Linked DNA regions of Mus musculus: regions 2 and 3 are each linked to region 1. A link is a contact called in public Micro-C and promoter capture Hi-C data. All regions are on one chromosome and are shown on one strand. Each heading gives the region's core, a stretch centred on a gene start, on an enhancer-like site or on the middle of the called end of the contact. The rest is flanking DNA. Distances are from core to core; before and after follow the strand shown.

Region 1 (4,554 bases), core at 1,201-3,700:
AGTTAAAGGCACTCGCTGCTCTTGCCGAAGTCCCAGTTTCAGTGCCCAGCACCCATATGCCAGCTTACAACCATCCGTTAATCCAGTGCCGGGGGATCTGACCTCCTCAGCCACTGCATGCACATAATGCACAGACTTATATGCAGGCAAAACATTCATACCCATACAATAAATCTCATTTTTTTCAAAAAGTAAATGTGAGCACAGCTACAAACACACCTATGCACACACACTCACATGCGCGCACACACACACACACACACACACACACAGACACACACACACACACACACACATATACTAGCACCAAGGTTGTTTTGTAATTTTCTAAAACTAGGGAGCCTGCGCTGACCTCACTGGGCTGTCAGGCTCAGCAGTGCTGTCTACACTGTAGCTGTTGCTATGGTGCATACACTCTTTATCTCTTTATCTCCAGACTTCTGGAAATTCTTTTCCCGTCTCCAGGTCTCTATTTCTAGTCTAGGCTGTCCTTCCCTTCTCTATCATCCCCACTCCAACATGAGAACAGGAATGATGATTTCCTGTAGGTGAGGAACTGCCATCCTTGGTGGGGGTGGGGACGGGAAGAGGCTACCCTGTACTCATTTAAACTGGGCCTTTCAGGGATGCCCATCCCCCTCCACAGATGGGCTATGCACATAGAGGATTCCCTGGGAGATCCCAAGGCATCGAGGCTTGAGCTATGCACCCCTTCCCTCCTCCAGGCTACCTGTGCTAAGATGCGCAAGGACAAGCTACATTGCCTCAGAAGAAACTGTAGATATGAGGTCAGGAGGGGAGCAGGGGACAACATTCAGAGGAAAAAAACAAAAAACAAAAAACACTGGAGCACACATGACGGTTTCAGGGCTAATCCCAGCGTAAGTCCTAAACACAGTCCCTTCTGATTCTGATTGCAAAAATCAATCCTCTCAACCTCCAAAAAAGCTTGTTAGTTCCCAAGTCCAGACCCACCCCCGAATGCCCCTCAGACTTGAATGTTTTCACTCAGCAACAAACCCCTGATGTTTCTTCCTCCCCTTCCACAGCTGCAGAGGAGAAATCTTGCACTGTGAGACACTGGGAGAGAGGAGGAAAGGTTGGCCGCGCCATCAGAGCATCTTCACAGCCTGACTCACAGGCAGTCACAAGCCCAGCGGGTGATGTGGTAGAGGACTGCGAAGCAACACAACTCTGAGGGGGATATGGCTTCTGGGGATATGTCTGAGGGTGAACTGGGGGAGGGGAGGGGATCTGCTGGAGAACAGATAGGCAGGTGAGAGCGAAAGAATAAAGAGGACTGGAAAGAACAACGCAGAATAGGGGACTATTTACAGGGAGTGAATGTTTGAGAATGGAAGATACTGTCTGGGCCTCCGATTGTGTTTCCAAGCTCCAGAGACACACCTCATTTCTTCAACTGAAAGCTGTCCTTCACTGTCCCCAAGGGCAGGGCTGATTTTCTCCCCTAGCGACCTTGATGTAGACGTACAGCCTGAAGGGGACAGTGAAATGGCTACATCCCAGTTCTCTGTCCCTTTTCTCTCCGGGAAACACCTGGGCGGTGGCTGAGCCCCTGCTTTCCTTCCCAATCTTTCTGAGTACCCGCCCCGCCCAGCCGCATTCCGCCTTCAGCACCACGGACAGCAAACAGAGCTGTGGACCCGACTGACCCCTGTTCTTCTCCAGCGTTCCCAGCGTCCCTGATCTGTTCTACTGAACTGGGCAAGTGCTCGGTGTGTGGTTAAAGCGTGGTAGAGAGTGGAACTAGGCTTCTTCCTCAGGTCTCCAAGCTTTGGGGCATGATATAATTTCCCACATCCCCAGAAAACAGTACTGAAAAGAGGCAAGGTTTCCAAACTCCGATGCTCTCTGTGGTCATTGAGGTTCCTGCATTGGGTGCACTAAGTCCTCGGAGATTACCTGATGTTCGCTGTCCCTTATGCTTCCCTAACCTGACAAAACACTGAGGACCTCGGGGAAACCCGCCTAGGAATTCCCAGGCTGGGTTGGGGGAGGTGACTCCACCCGGCCGGTAGCACTGGTGTCCCTCGCTCTCCCCGTTGAGCCCCCCGTACCGGAAGTCGCTGTAGGGGTGGATGATCCAGGCCCCGGCGGACTTCACCCTCTCCTGCTCGATTTCTACTGCTTTGTGGCTGCCGAAGACCCGGAGAGAGAACTTGTTGACCGTCGGCTGCAGCAGCGTCCCGAGCTGCCGCCTCTTCGGCTCGGGCGCAGACTCCGGCACCCCACCTGAGGCCGCGCGGGCCTGGGCCGGAGCCGCAGGAGGCGTCTCGCGTGCAGGGGTCGCCGCTTCGCCGGCCCCCGCCGCCGGCCGCGCCTCCTCCTCCATGATTGCCCTCACTCGTAGGGCCTCCCCAACCGGTCCAGGGCCATGGCGGGCGCGCAAGTCTCTGGGAGAGCAGCCCAGGCAGGGGAGCTCCGACCCGCGTGCGCCCGGGGCACAGGGGGCGTGTGCAGGCGACAGACGTGCGAGAGCTGCGCCCCCTGGCGAGGGCTGCGTGAGACTGGGCGGGGCGGGGCGGGGCGGGCCGCTGGCACAACTGCTGCCCACACTTTCCCGAGAGGGCGTGGCTTAGGGGTCCTGAGGGTGGGTGGGTGCTGTGTGTGTGTGTGTGTGTGTGTGTGTGTGTGTGTGTGTCTGTCTGTCTGTCTGTCTGTCTGTCTGTCTGTGTCTGTGTGTGTGTCTGTGTGTCTGTGTGGTGGGAGTGCTCAGCTTGCTTCTGGAGGCGGGAAACTCACTAGGGCATATGCAGCCTGGGGACCTCCTGAGGGTCAGGGACAGAATGGGAATCTGTTCTGACCATGTCCTTTCTCAGCACTCTCCTAGGAGTCTTGCTATGCCAGAGATCCTCTAAACTGCTTTCTGTAGTATGTGTTTCCTAATTCATTAAGACAACCTTTAGCAAAACCATTCACTGAGTGCATGCTGAGGATGCAAAACTGAGCACAGAAATCTTAGCTAAGTCAATGGTTCATCTCCATAAACAGATCAACAACCAAGGAAATACCATACTACATGCCTTTCTGAGCTTTACGTGTAGAACAACTTTTTTGTTTTGTTTTGTTTTGTTTTGTTTTGTTTCAGACAGGGTTTCTCTGTGTAACCCTGGCTGTCCCGGAACTCACTTTGTAGACCAGGCTGGCCTCGAACTCAGAAACCCGCCTGCCTCTGCCTCCCAAGTGCTGGGACTAAAGGCATGCACCACCACCACCCAGCTTCTTTCCTCTTCTTACAGCCACTGCCTGAGATAAACCGTCATAATCTCCAACTAAATTATTTCAAGAAGTTTACATTTTGTTTTTGACATGGGCTGTAGCTCAGGCTGGTCTTGAACTTCTGATCTTCCTCTGAATTTCAAGCACTGGGATTACAAATGTGTGCCACTCTACCTGGTCTCAGAAGTTTTTAATAATTTTCAAAGTCTGCTGGACTTGGTGTTGCAGTCTTTTAATCCCAGTACTTGGAAGGCAGAAGCAAGTGGATCTCTGTGAATTTGACACCAGCCTGGGCTATATTGTAAGTGCTAAGACAACCAGGGATACATAAAGAGACTGTCTCAAAAGAAAAAAAGAAGTCTTCACCAAATTCTCCTAGACAAATTCATGTTTCAGTCTCCAAGTACACTTTCTACATCCACATGACACTGTTCAGTTTTCTTAAAGTCCTTCCAAGTGTCTCCATTTTAGAAATACATTTAAGGGCTGGAGAGATGGCTCAGTGGTTAAGAGCACTGACTGCTCTTCCAGAGGTCCTGAGTTCAATTCCCAGCAACCACATGATGGCTCACAACCATCTGTAATGAGATCTGATGCCCTCTTCTGGTTTTATATTATACATAAAATAAAAAAGAGAAAGAAAGAAAGAAAGAAAGAAAGAAAGAAAGAAAGAAAGAAAGAGAGAAAGAAAGAAAGAAAAAAGAAATACATTTAAGCTCCTTAGTGAAACTTACCAATCACTAAAAATTTGAACTTAGTCTCAGCAACTTTCAATTACTTATAAATTGTATTTGTTTACTTTATCTGTCTGAGGGGTTTGTTCCTATGTCTGTTCTATGAACCATGTGTGTGTGCCTGGTGCCTGCAGAGGTGAGAAGAGGGCACTAGAGGCCCCGGAACTGGAGTTAGAGAGAGTTATAAGCCACATGTGGTTGCTGGGACTTGAACTTGGTTCACTCTAGGAGAGCAGCCAGTGCTCTTGACCCCTGAGCTCTCTCTCCAGCCCTGAGTAATTACACAAGCTGCAGGTGATGGACTGCGTAGTTCTGCTGTTTTTGTTTTAGTTTCCCTGTTTTGTTTTGACTTTTTTTTTTTTTTTTTTTTTTTTTGGTTTTTGGTTTTTTTCAAGACAGGGTTTCTCTGTGTAGTCCTAGCTGTCCTGGAACTCACTCTGTAGACCAGGCTGGCCCCGGAACTCAGAAATTCACTTGCCTGCCTCTGCCTCCCGAGTGCTGGGATTAAAGGTGTGTGCCACCACTGCTAAAATCACACCTCCTTAATCCTAAAATTCTTGTCAATAAAATACAAAGAGAT
Region 2 (4,554 bases), core at 1,267-3,766, 800 kb before region 1:
GAGCTATAGGAGAGGCTCTGGCCAGGACGACCCCAGTTCTACCCCTCAGGCTGGAAGCAGAGCATAGCTGGGGCTGGGTTCTTTTCTGCTTCCCCCTCCTTGCCCCAACTGGCCTAGCTGCTTTGGCTGTGCTTAAGAGGAGCTGGCTTCCAGCCTTCCACTAAGAAAGAAGGTCTGGGAAAACCAGGGAACAGTTGGGGTTACCACATTTCCAATTCTGGCAGACTTGAGACTCAAGCTTAATAAAGACCCCCTTCCCAAGTGCACTCTGCCTGCTGTGTCTTCTGTTGAGGAGCTTTGCTGGGGTGGATTTGGTGTGCTGGGCAAGTGCCACACTGTGAGAAATACACACCACCTTAGTGAGACTCAGACATTACACTTGGAAGAGAGTCAACCTTGATGGGGCTGGAGAGATGACTTAGTGGCTAAAAGCACTTGTTGCTCTTGCAGAGGACGGATTTCAATTCCCAGCACGACATGGTGGCTCACAGTCATCCACAGTCCCGTTTCTAGGGAATCTGGTGCCATCTCCCACTTCTGACTTCCATTTGCACCAGACATATACATTGTAAGGATTTATCCAGGCAAAACACAAACGACGTTGACCTTGAACAGGAAATACTCACACTTTATGCTTATGCATGCCGCAAACATTGTCCTTAAGTTCCTTTCAGGTCCTGTCCCAGGTTACACTTAATTTAAACAGAAACAGACTGACCATTTAGGCAGATAGGAGTTCGCACAGCATAGATAATACATATTGCCAGACTTGTACCCAAGTTTTTGGTTTGGTTTGGATGTTGTTTTGTCTGGGTTTATTTGTTTTGGGTTTGTTTTTGGTTTTTTCCAGACAGAGTTTCTTTGTAGCTGTCCTGGAATTCACTCTAGACTAAGCTGGCCTAAAACTAAGAGGTCTGCCTGTATCTGCCTCTTGAGTGTTGAGATAAAGGCATGTGCCCCTATGCTCTGCCAGTGATATTTTTTTGAATAGTTGTTACCCAGGGTCTTGCCTACCTCCAAGAATCATGCTTTTGTTGATAAGAGTACAGGGGACTTAATGGTTAGACCTAGACTTAGTGATGCTTGTGACCCTACATTGCCCCCTCTGAGGTGCCTGTGAGGTTTGCCTTTGGTTGACTGTAAGTCACTGTATCCTTTGTCATGAGAGTCCGAGCCTTATCCATGTTGAGTAACATTTACACCCTCACCTCCACTCACACAGTCCTGGCTGGAACACTCCGTACCTTTGGGGTGTTTTGGAAGCAGTGCTTGAGTTCCACATCAGTACCACGGAACTGTATCTCCAGCACATGCAGTTGAGTTCTAGGAAACTCAAGGAGGCTTCCAAACTGCTACATAGCCAAGCCAGCCTTAGACTTCAGTGGTTCCTTCCATCTCTCCAAGGTTGAGATCACAGGAAGCACCATACCTGTTTTGCAGAAGTGTTTGATGAATCTACTGTCTGGGGCTGGCTTGGTGTTCCCATCTGGGTCATGTCCTCCAGAAGGGATAAAGGGTGAGGCTTGAAATCAAGGTTCTTTATTCCTACCATCCTGGGGTGGCAACTCAGACGGTGGCAAGGTAAATTAGATTGGTGCATCCTTCCTTCTCAGGTGGGCCAACATTCACCAAGGGCAAAATAGGCATTGCTTTTGAGATGCAGCTGCAGTTGGTTTTGGAGTTCCTGCTAGCAACCTCAGATCGTGGGAGACTCAGGCCAGGTGTCCTGGTCAAAGAAGATTAGATCCCAGCTTGGGCCCCTAGCCTGATCTAGACAGCACAGTGAAGCGGGTCCAGACACACCCTGAAGGGCTGGCTGTGTGCAGGAGGCCAAGTGAGCTGCCTGCTAATGGGGCTGGGCCACCCCGTGCTGCCCCATGACAGGCAGACAAGGCTAAGATTGTTCTCCTGTCTCTCCATTCTGCCAGGCCTGGCCCACATCCTCAGTCACTTTTTTCCCCTGTCAATCTGAGTGGCAGGAACCAGATTCTGCCTGTGGAGTCCAGTCAGCCTGGCTGGGAGCGTGGTCAATCTCTGGGGTAATAATGCAGCTCACATCTGGGGAAATGGAAGTGAAGCACCTTCCCAGCCTCGCACTCCTCACTGCAGCAGAGCTCTCCAGACCCTACTGCTGAGGGCAGAGGGACCTCTCCCCGGTTCAGCTCAGCCTTTCCCGGGGCAGCTGGGCAACACTCAGCACAGGCATCTCTCCTACACCTCCTCTTCACTTGGGATGAAGGGTCTGGGGACCAGGTTTGTGTTGTTAAGCTGGGCAAGATCCTCAGAACCCATCTCAGAGGACAAACTGGTTGTGAAGCCCCCTAGATCCTAGAAAGACTCCAGAATGGGCGGAGCTAGAGGCAAGAAGAGAGGGTGGAGTTGCTGGGAAGTTTTAGTCTGAGATGGGAGAAAGGGTCCTATCGGTCCAGGTCAGTGGCCCCGCCCACTTCATTCGCTCCGCCCCTCCGCCGGTGCCAAGGAATGTGCTGGGAGAGGCGGCTGAGAGGCGGGCGGGCAGGCGGAGCCGAGGCCACCCGGACGCGGCAAACAGGTCTGGGCTGAGGGGCACGGGACCCAGGAGGGGCAGGGGCTCTGAGTATTCCCAAGGGCACAAGTGGTATCCTCTAGAAAAGGAGGACACCCCCTAATTCCTTGCCCTTCTTTAGCAATTTCCTCGAGGGCACCAATTTTGGGTGTGGAGGTCTTAGTCCTCTATGTGGGGCCTCCTGGATTGAGGATTCTGGCCGAGGCGCAAATGGAGTTACTAACAGGAGGCAGCCTCGCTGCTGGGGAGCCCTTCACTGCAGACCCGCAGAGACTGAGGACCTCTGAAGCAGGACTGGATGCCCCAGGCTAGGACCAGGAGGGGAAAGGGGCCACCTGAGTGGCTGACTCTAGTCTGAATCTGGTCATAGGAAACCGGATGGGTGCCAATCCCTGACCTTCTGTCTCCAGGTCAACGTGGAGGTATCCGGCCACCATGCTCAGTCTCAAGATGCCTCAACTCCTTCGAGTCCATCAGGTCCCCCGGGTGAGGGGCCCCAATCCATCAACCTCGCCTTCCTCAGAGAACTCATTGGGGCAGAGCTTTTTCTCATATTAGCTATTTGGGAAGTTCTTCCTGCAAGCTAACTTTCTTACGTTTCAATTTCAGTATAGAACGTGTGACCTCTACTCACATTCCTAAACGTCCCTCCTCTCAGAATCCCCATCTGCAGAACACCCTGTGTGTGTGTATTCCCCCATCCTATTTAATCCCAATATTCTGGTTCTGTTGTTTGCCCTGTGGGTTTGGAAGGCTGGTAAGAAATAGGTTGGGTTGTGTTTGACTTGGGACCACTGCAATCTCTAGTGCATCTTCTATCGTGTTTCCAGACACCTCTTATTTTGTTTTTTGTTTCTCGAGACAGGGTTTCTCTGTGTAGTCTTGGCTGTCCTGGAACTCTGTAGACCAGGTTGGCCTCGAACTCACAGAGACCCACCTGCCTCTGTCTCCCAAGTGCTGGGATTAAAGGCATGAGCCACTATGCCCGGCTACCTGACACTTCATGGAGGGGAAAGGCCTGCTAATGATGACTGCTCTGCTCCCCCACCACCCCCAGGTGTTTTGGGAAGAAGGCATCATGTCTGGCTACCGATGCCCCACAAGCTCTGCCTTAGACTGTGTTCTCAGCTCCTTCCAGATGACTAATGAGACGGTCAACATCTGGACTCACTTCCTGCCCACCTGGTGAGCGAATTAGGTTCAGACGGGTGCCAGGTGGGCAGGGGCACTACGGCCCCAGCGCCTGAGCAGGTGCCTGGCGCAGGTACTTCCTGTGGCGCCTCCTGGCGTTAGGCAGCCCGGGCTTTCGCGCGGACCCATACCACCTACCGCTGCTGGTCTTCCTACTGCCCGCCTGCCTCTATCCCTTCGCATCCTGCTGTGCGCACACCTTTAGCTCCATGTCGCCTCGTGCTCGTCACATCTGCTACTTCCTGGACTACGGGGCGCTCAGCCTCTACAGCCTGGGTGAGCTGAGGGCAGTGGGGTTGGATGGTGGTGCAGAGGGTGAGCCCTCAAGCCTCAGCTCGCACCTCGCCACAGGCTGCGCCTTCCCCTATGCCGCCTACTCCATGCCGGCCTCCTGGCTGCACAGCCGCCTACACCAGCTCTTCGTGCCCGCTGCTGCGCTCAACTCTTTCCTGTGCACCGGCCTCTCCTGCTACTCGCGGTGGGTTCTGGGCATCCCCAGTGTCTGAAAGGGTAGGCAGGGCTCACCCCATTATTGTTGAGCCACCCCAGTACCCTATGCAGTACGAGGGAGGCATTCCTGTTGGCCAGTATGCTATCCTTTATGGTCAACTTATGCTATCTATGTCCTCTTAACAAATGTGACATTTACACGGGGCAGGGATCCTGCGTCCTGAGGTCCTTCTCTTATTTTTTTCCCTTTTATTACATGTAAACATATATTTATTGTGTGGATACCATACAGGATGAGCTATCCCACCAGACCCTGTCCGTCCCCAACCCCCCCCCCTTTTTTTTGTAGTTTCTCTGTGTAGTTCTGG
Region 3 (4,554 bases), core at 1,194-3,693, 580 kb before region 1:
GCCCGGGCCACCGCTGGGACAGGAGAAGCAAGGTGAGGCAGCAGGTGGAATTCTGAGTTCGAGGCCAGCCTGGTCTATAGAGTGAGTTCCAGGACAGCCAGGACTGCACAGAGAAACCATATCTCAAAAACAAAACAAAACAAAACAAAACAAAACAAAAAACAAAACAAAAAAAAATAGAATCTCTTCTTTGTATTTTTTCAGGAGTAATTTGTAATCCACAATAAGGCAAAATTCTTTTCTTTTCTTTTTTCTTTCTTTTTTTTTGGAAAGGAAGAAAGGAAAAAAAGAAGAAGAGTTTAGATACTTGAAAGGCATAGGCAGGTAGATCTTTGTATATTTGAGGCCAGCCTGGTCTCCAGGGCAAGTTCCAGACAGCCAAGGCTACACAGAAAAACCAAAAATAAGAAGTTTGGGTCTTCAAAGAAAAAGATCACCATTCCAACTGAAGAGTCTGGACAAAGCACACTTTATTCTGTTTGGTTTGTGTCTTAGTTAGGGTTTTACTGCTGTGACCAGACACGATGACCAAGGCAAGTCTTATAAAAAAACAACATTTAATTGGGGCTGGCTTACAGGTTCAGAGGTTCAGTCCATTATCATCAAGGTGGGAGCATGGCAGTATCCAGGCAGGCCTGGCACAGGAGGAGCTGAGAGTTCTATGTCTTCATCCAAAGGCTTCGAGTGGAAGACTGACTTCCAGGGAACTAGGGTGAGGATCTTATACCCACACCCACAGTGACACACCCATTCCAACCAGGTCATACCTATTCCAACAAGGCCACACCTTCAGATGGTGCCACTCCCTGGTCCAAGGATATACAAACCATCACAGTTTGGTTTTTGTTTTTTTGAGAGACAGGGCTTCACCCTGTATTCTTGACCAAGAGACCGAGCTCAAAAGAGCGAACACGTGGAAGCAGGAAGTGCAATTGGATTTTTTCCTAGCTCAGGTGATAGCTGTCTTTTCTGACCTCCTCGAGCACTGGGCATACACATGGTGCACATATGTACATGCAGGCAAAACACTCAAACACATAATAATAAAGTATTCTAAAAAAAAAGTAAATAGTTGTAAGAAGTCAATCAAGCCAGGCAGCCATGGCGCACACCTTTAATCCCAGCACCAGAAGGCAGAAGCAAGTGGATCTCAGAGTTCAAGACCAGCCTGATCTACATAGAGTTCAGGTATATAAAGAACCCCCTCCCCACAAAAAATGGGGGGTAGGTCAATCAAAGGGTTAGGCATTGTTAGCATTTTGTTTAAGCTCCACCCCACAGTTACCTGGCAACAGCCAGGTGTGCCTGACTCACTATAAAAGGGGCTGCTTGCCCCTCCTCTCTCTCTCTCTTTCTCTCTCTCTCTGTCTCTGTCTCTCTCTTTCTCTCTCTCTCTCTCCACTCTTTCTTTCCATGAGCTGATGGCCAGCCTCTACTTCTCCCTCTCTCTCTCTCTCTCCTAACTCTCAGCTCCTCTTCCCATGCCCTGAATAAACTATTCTATACTATACTGTCCTGTGGCTAGTCCCTGGGGGTGGGGGGAAGGGATGCCTCAGCATGAGCCCGCGGTGGCATTCCCTAACCCCACACCTTACCACACATCCACCAAACACATTTCCTCTCCTTATCTTTTTATAAACACAACAGGCATGGTGACACATGCCTTTAATCCTAGTTTCACTTAGACAATAGAAGCCAAGGGATCTCTTGTGAGTTCTAGGCCAGTCTCAAAAAAAGAAGAAAAAAAAGAAGCATAGGGTGTCTGTCCCAGGAGAGCCAGGCGCAGTGGGAGAAGGTTCTCTCATCACCCCACCAGCATCTATAGTAGTGCCAGAGCACAGAGCAGGTGCAGAGTAAACCCATCCTGGATGTAAGAGTGCTACAGAAGGGATGTGGAAGAACTCTCCTGCACATGTGCTATAAGCATGTTTACATGTTCATGTGTTTATGCACATGTGTGTGTGCACATGTAGAGTTCAGAGGAGAACTTGTCGGTGCCCTATTAAATGGGTCCAAGGATTCAAACTCAGGTGGGCAGGCATGGTGGCAAGTGCCTTTACCTGCCGAGGGGTCTCTCTGGCCCTGTTTACTAGTTGTCTGAAGTCTCTATAAAGTGCTAATTACATAAGGCAGTGACTAGCAGCTTGGAAATCTAAGAATTCAAGGAAAGGCTATATCAGCTACTTCAGCCTTAAAACAAAGTCGGCGACTCTTTGAACTTTGAAATTGTGCCTATGCAGCTTATTTCGTTTTAGTTTAAACAGAGGGGTTTTCCATGGGGTAAGCATTAATGAGAAGAAATTGGAGGACACACAGGAAAGAGTCAAGGACTCTAGGTAACTCAACTCCTTTGGGGTATCAGCCGCCATAAAGGGGAAGGTGGGGCTTGTTTCAGAACTACAACATCCATAAGGCACAGGAAGGGACATCAGGGTTTCCGGTCAGATCCGTTTCCGGTCTTTCGGAGGCTGACGTTGTTTTCCGGTTGTCTGTGGCCCAGGGAGGCGTTTGGGGTGCTCACGGTGAGTCTGGGAGACGCAAGAGCGCTGGGGTCCCCGCTGACCCCGCCTGGCCGGCAGCGCGGTACACACTGCTGTGGCTTGGGCTCGCGGCTGCGGACCTGGCGGCGGGGCTGGAGTGTGGCGCCGCACAGGCTGCCTGGCTGGCAGTGTTTCCCATGCTTGGGTCGATTGCTCACTTTGCTTTTTTCCAAAGATGAGGCTGCTGGCGGTTGTGGTGTTGGCTCTGTTAGCCGTCAGTCAAGCAGAAGAAGGAGCCAGGCTTTTGGCCTCCAAATCATTGCTCAACAGATACGCTGTGGAAGGGAGGGACCTGACCCTGCAGTATAACATCTACAACGTCGGCTCCAGGTAACGGCCTAGAGTTCGCCAGCTTCCTTCTGAATTCCGAGTTTCCACGTGGGCATAGAGAACGTTTTGTTGGGGAGTGAATTCTCTTTTGGAGTCCTCCAGTATCGAGTGCAGTGTGTGAGTGAGTGAATGAATGAATGAATGAATATACTAGAGGGCTTACCTTTGTCGGGTGCTTTTTGAAGGTGAAGACATCCTTAGGTGAATTACAAGAAACCACTTTGGGGTCTCAGAAGGCTTTCAAAGGCAGGGATAAATTCAGCTTGTGAAAAAGGAAATGCAGACACAGAGTGTACATCTGTCCTCTTACCTCGGGTGCGGACTCCCAGCTTTCTTCTTTCACTTACAATCACTTTTTTTGTTGTTTGTTGTTTTTCAAGGCCGAGTTTCTTAACTGGCTGTCGAAGAGTCCACTCTTAGACCAGGCTGGCCTCAAACTCACAGACATCTGTCTGTCTCTCACACTGCTTCCCGAGTGCTGGGATTAAAGGCATGGGCCACCACTGCTGGCTCCTATGAGCACTTTTTTGTTGTTCTTTCCTTTTATATATTTTTCCATTTATATCTTACTTCCCCTGTCTAGAATTAGAGCAAGATTACCTTTGGCAATTCACTTCTGAGCAACAGAATCCAGGCCTTGATCTGGATTCTTCAAAACAGGCCCAACTTACTATGGGGGTTTCTTTTGACCAGCAGGTGGATTTTCCAGTCAGTTCCCTTAGTTTTATGTCCCTCACTCTTATTTACTATATGTAAGTACACTATAGCTGTCTTCAGACACTCCAGAAGAGGGCATCAGATTTCATTACAGATGGTTGTGAGCTACCATGTGGTTGCTGGGATTTGAACTCAGGACCTTCGGCAGAGCAGTCGGAGCTCTTAACTGCTGAGCCATCTCGCCAGCCCTGTCCCTCACTCTTTATTTCCTCTGCTTTCCAGCGCTGCATTAGATGTGGAATTATCTGACGATTCCTTCCCTCCAGAAGACTTCGGCATTGTCTCCGGTATGCTCAATGTCAAATGGGACCGGATTGCCCCGTATCCTTTTTTTTAATGGGTGGTGAGGGCTGGGGGAGGAACATTGCCTGGAAAACATCAAGGGGGCTGCAAACAGACTGGATGTGTGGTCTGTTTCTTGTCATATATCTGGGGAGGATGAAGTATCAGCTGAGTGAGTGTGCCTTCTTCCTTCAGGCTGTAAGGCTGTCTGTATCTCCCAAGCTCCATTAGGGAGATGCAGGCATATAAAGGTATCTGTGGCTATGAATGGATATTGAATGTGCTTTTTTTCTTTGCACTGCTGGAGACAGACCTGGGTATTCACACACATTGGGTAAGAAGTGCTCTATACCTCAGGTGCTCTCAAAGCAGATTCAGTGGGGTGTCACCATGGAGACCCCGGGTAACACGTTAGCATCTTCTCTTAGTGTCTGCTTTCTGACTTGAAAGTTATTATTATTTATTCTTATTTTATTTTTATTATTATTACTATTATTGTTGTTGTTTTGGTTTTTCAAGGCAGGATTTTCCTGCATAATCCAGGCTGTCCTGAAACTTGCTGTGTAGACCAGGCTGTCCTCAAAACTCACAGAGATCCACCTGCATGTGCCTCCCAAGTACTGGGATCAAAGGTGTGCGCCACCACTGCACTGTGACAGTTATTTTTTTTTTTTTAAAGATTTAT

Evidence for each region. Promoter capture Hi-C pulls out the DNA fragments that hold promoters and counts their contacts. A called contact is a pair of places that touch in the nucleus more often than the background predicts.
Region 2: a contact with region 1 is called in a promoter capture Hi-C map of hippocampal neurons, with 2.8 times the contacts expected there. The contact joins the promoter of Paqr6 here to the promoter of Hcn3 in region 1. A contact is called at or near these places in 2 of 39 promoter capture datasets (hippocampal neurons and liver) and 1 of 9 other capture datasets (liver).
Region 3: a Micro-C map of embryonic stem cells shows a contact between it and region 1, with 4 times the contacts expected there. The contact joins the promoter of Ssr2 here to the promoter of Hcn3 in region 1. A contact is called at or near these places in 4 of 39 promoter capture datasets (hippocampal neurons, liver and pre-B cells), 1 of 484 Hi-C or Micro-C datasets (embryonic stem cells), 2 of 115 datasets of contacts at active chromatin or transcription factors (astrocytes and embryonic limb bud) and 2 of 9 other capture datasets (liver and pancreatic islet).

What each region holds. Positions count from the first base shown.
Region 1 is chr3:89,157,707-89,162,260 of GRCm38.p6, forward strand. It overlaps Hcn3 (hyperpolarization-activated, cyclic nucleotide-gated K+ 3), which reads right to left and starts at 2,451. Exons shown (of 8, transcript NM_008227.1): 1 at 2,079-2,451. The coding sequence starts at 2,353.
Region 2 is chr3:88,362,073-88,366,626 of GRCm38.p6, forward strand. It overlaps Paqr6 (progestin and adipoQ receptor family member VI), which reads left to right and starts at 2,517. Exons shown (of 8, transcript NM_198410.3): 1 at 2,517-2,551; 2 at 2,956-3,031; 3 at 3,603-3,730; 4 at 3,810-4,012; 5 at 4,088-4,214. The coding sequence starts at 2,981. It overlaps Smg5 (Smg-5 homolog, nonsense mediated mRNA decay factor (C. elegans)), which reads left to right. Exons shown (of 22, transcript NM_178246.3): 22 at 1-265.
Region 3 is chr3:88,577,165-88,581,718 of GRCm38.p6, forward strand. It overlaps Ssr2 (signal sequence receptor, beta), which reads left to right and starts at 2,444. Exons shown (of 6, transcript NM_001356317.1): 1 at 2,444-2,522; 2 at 2,716-2,870; 3 at 3,810-3,908. The coding sequence starts at 2,716. It also overlaps the pseudogene Rtraf-ps.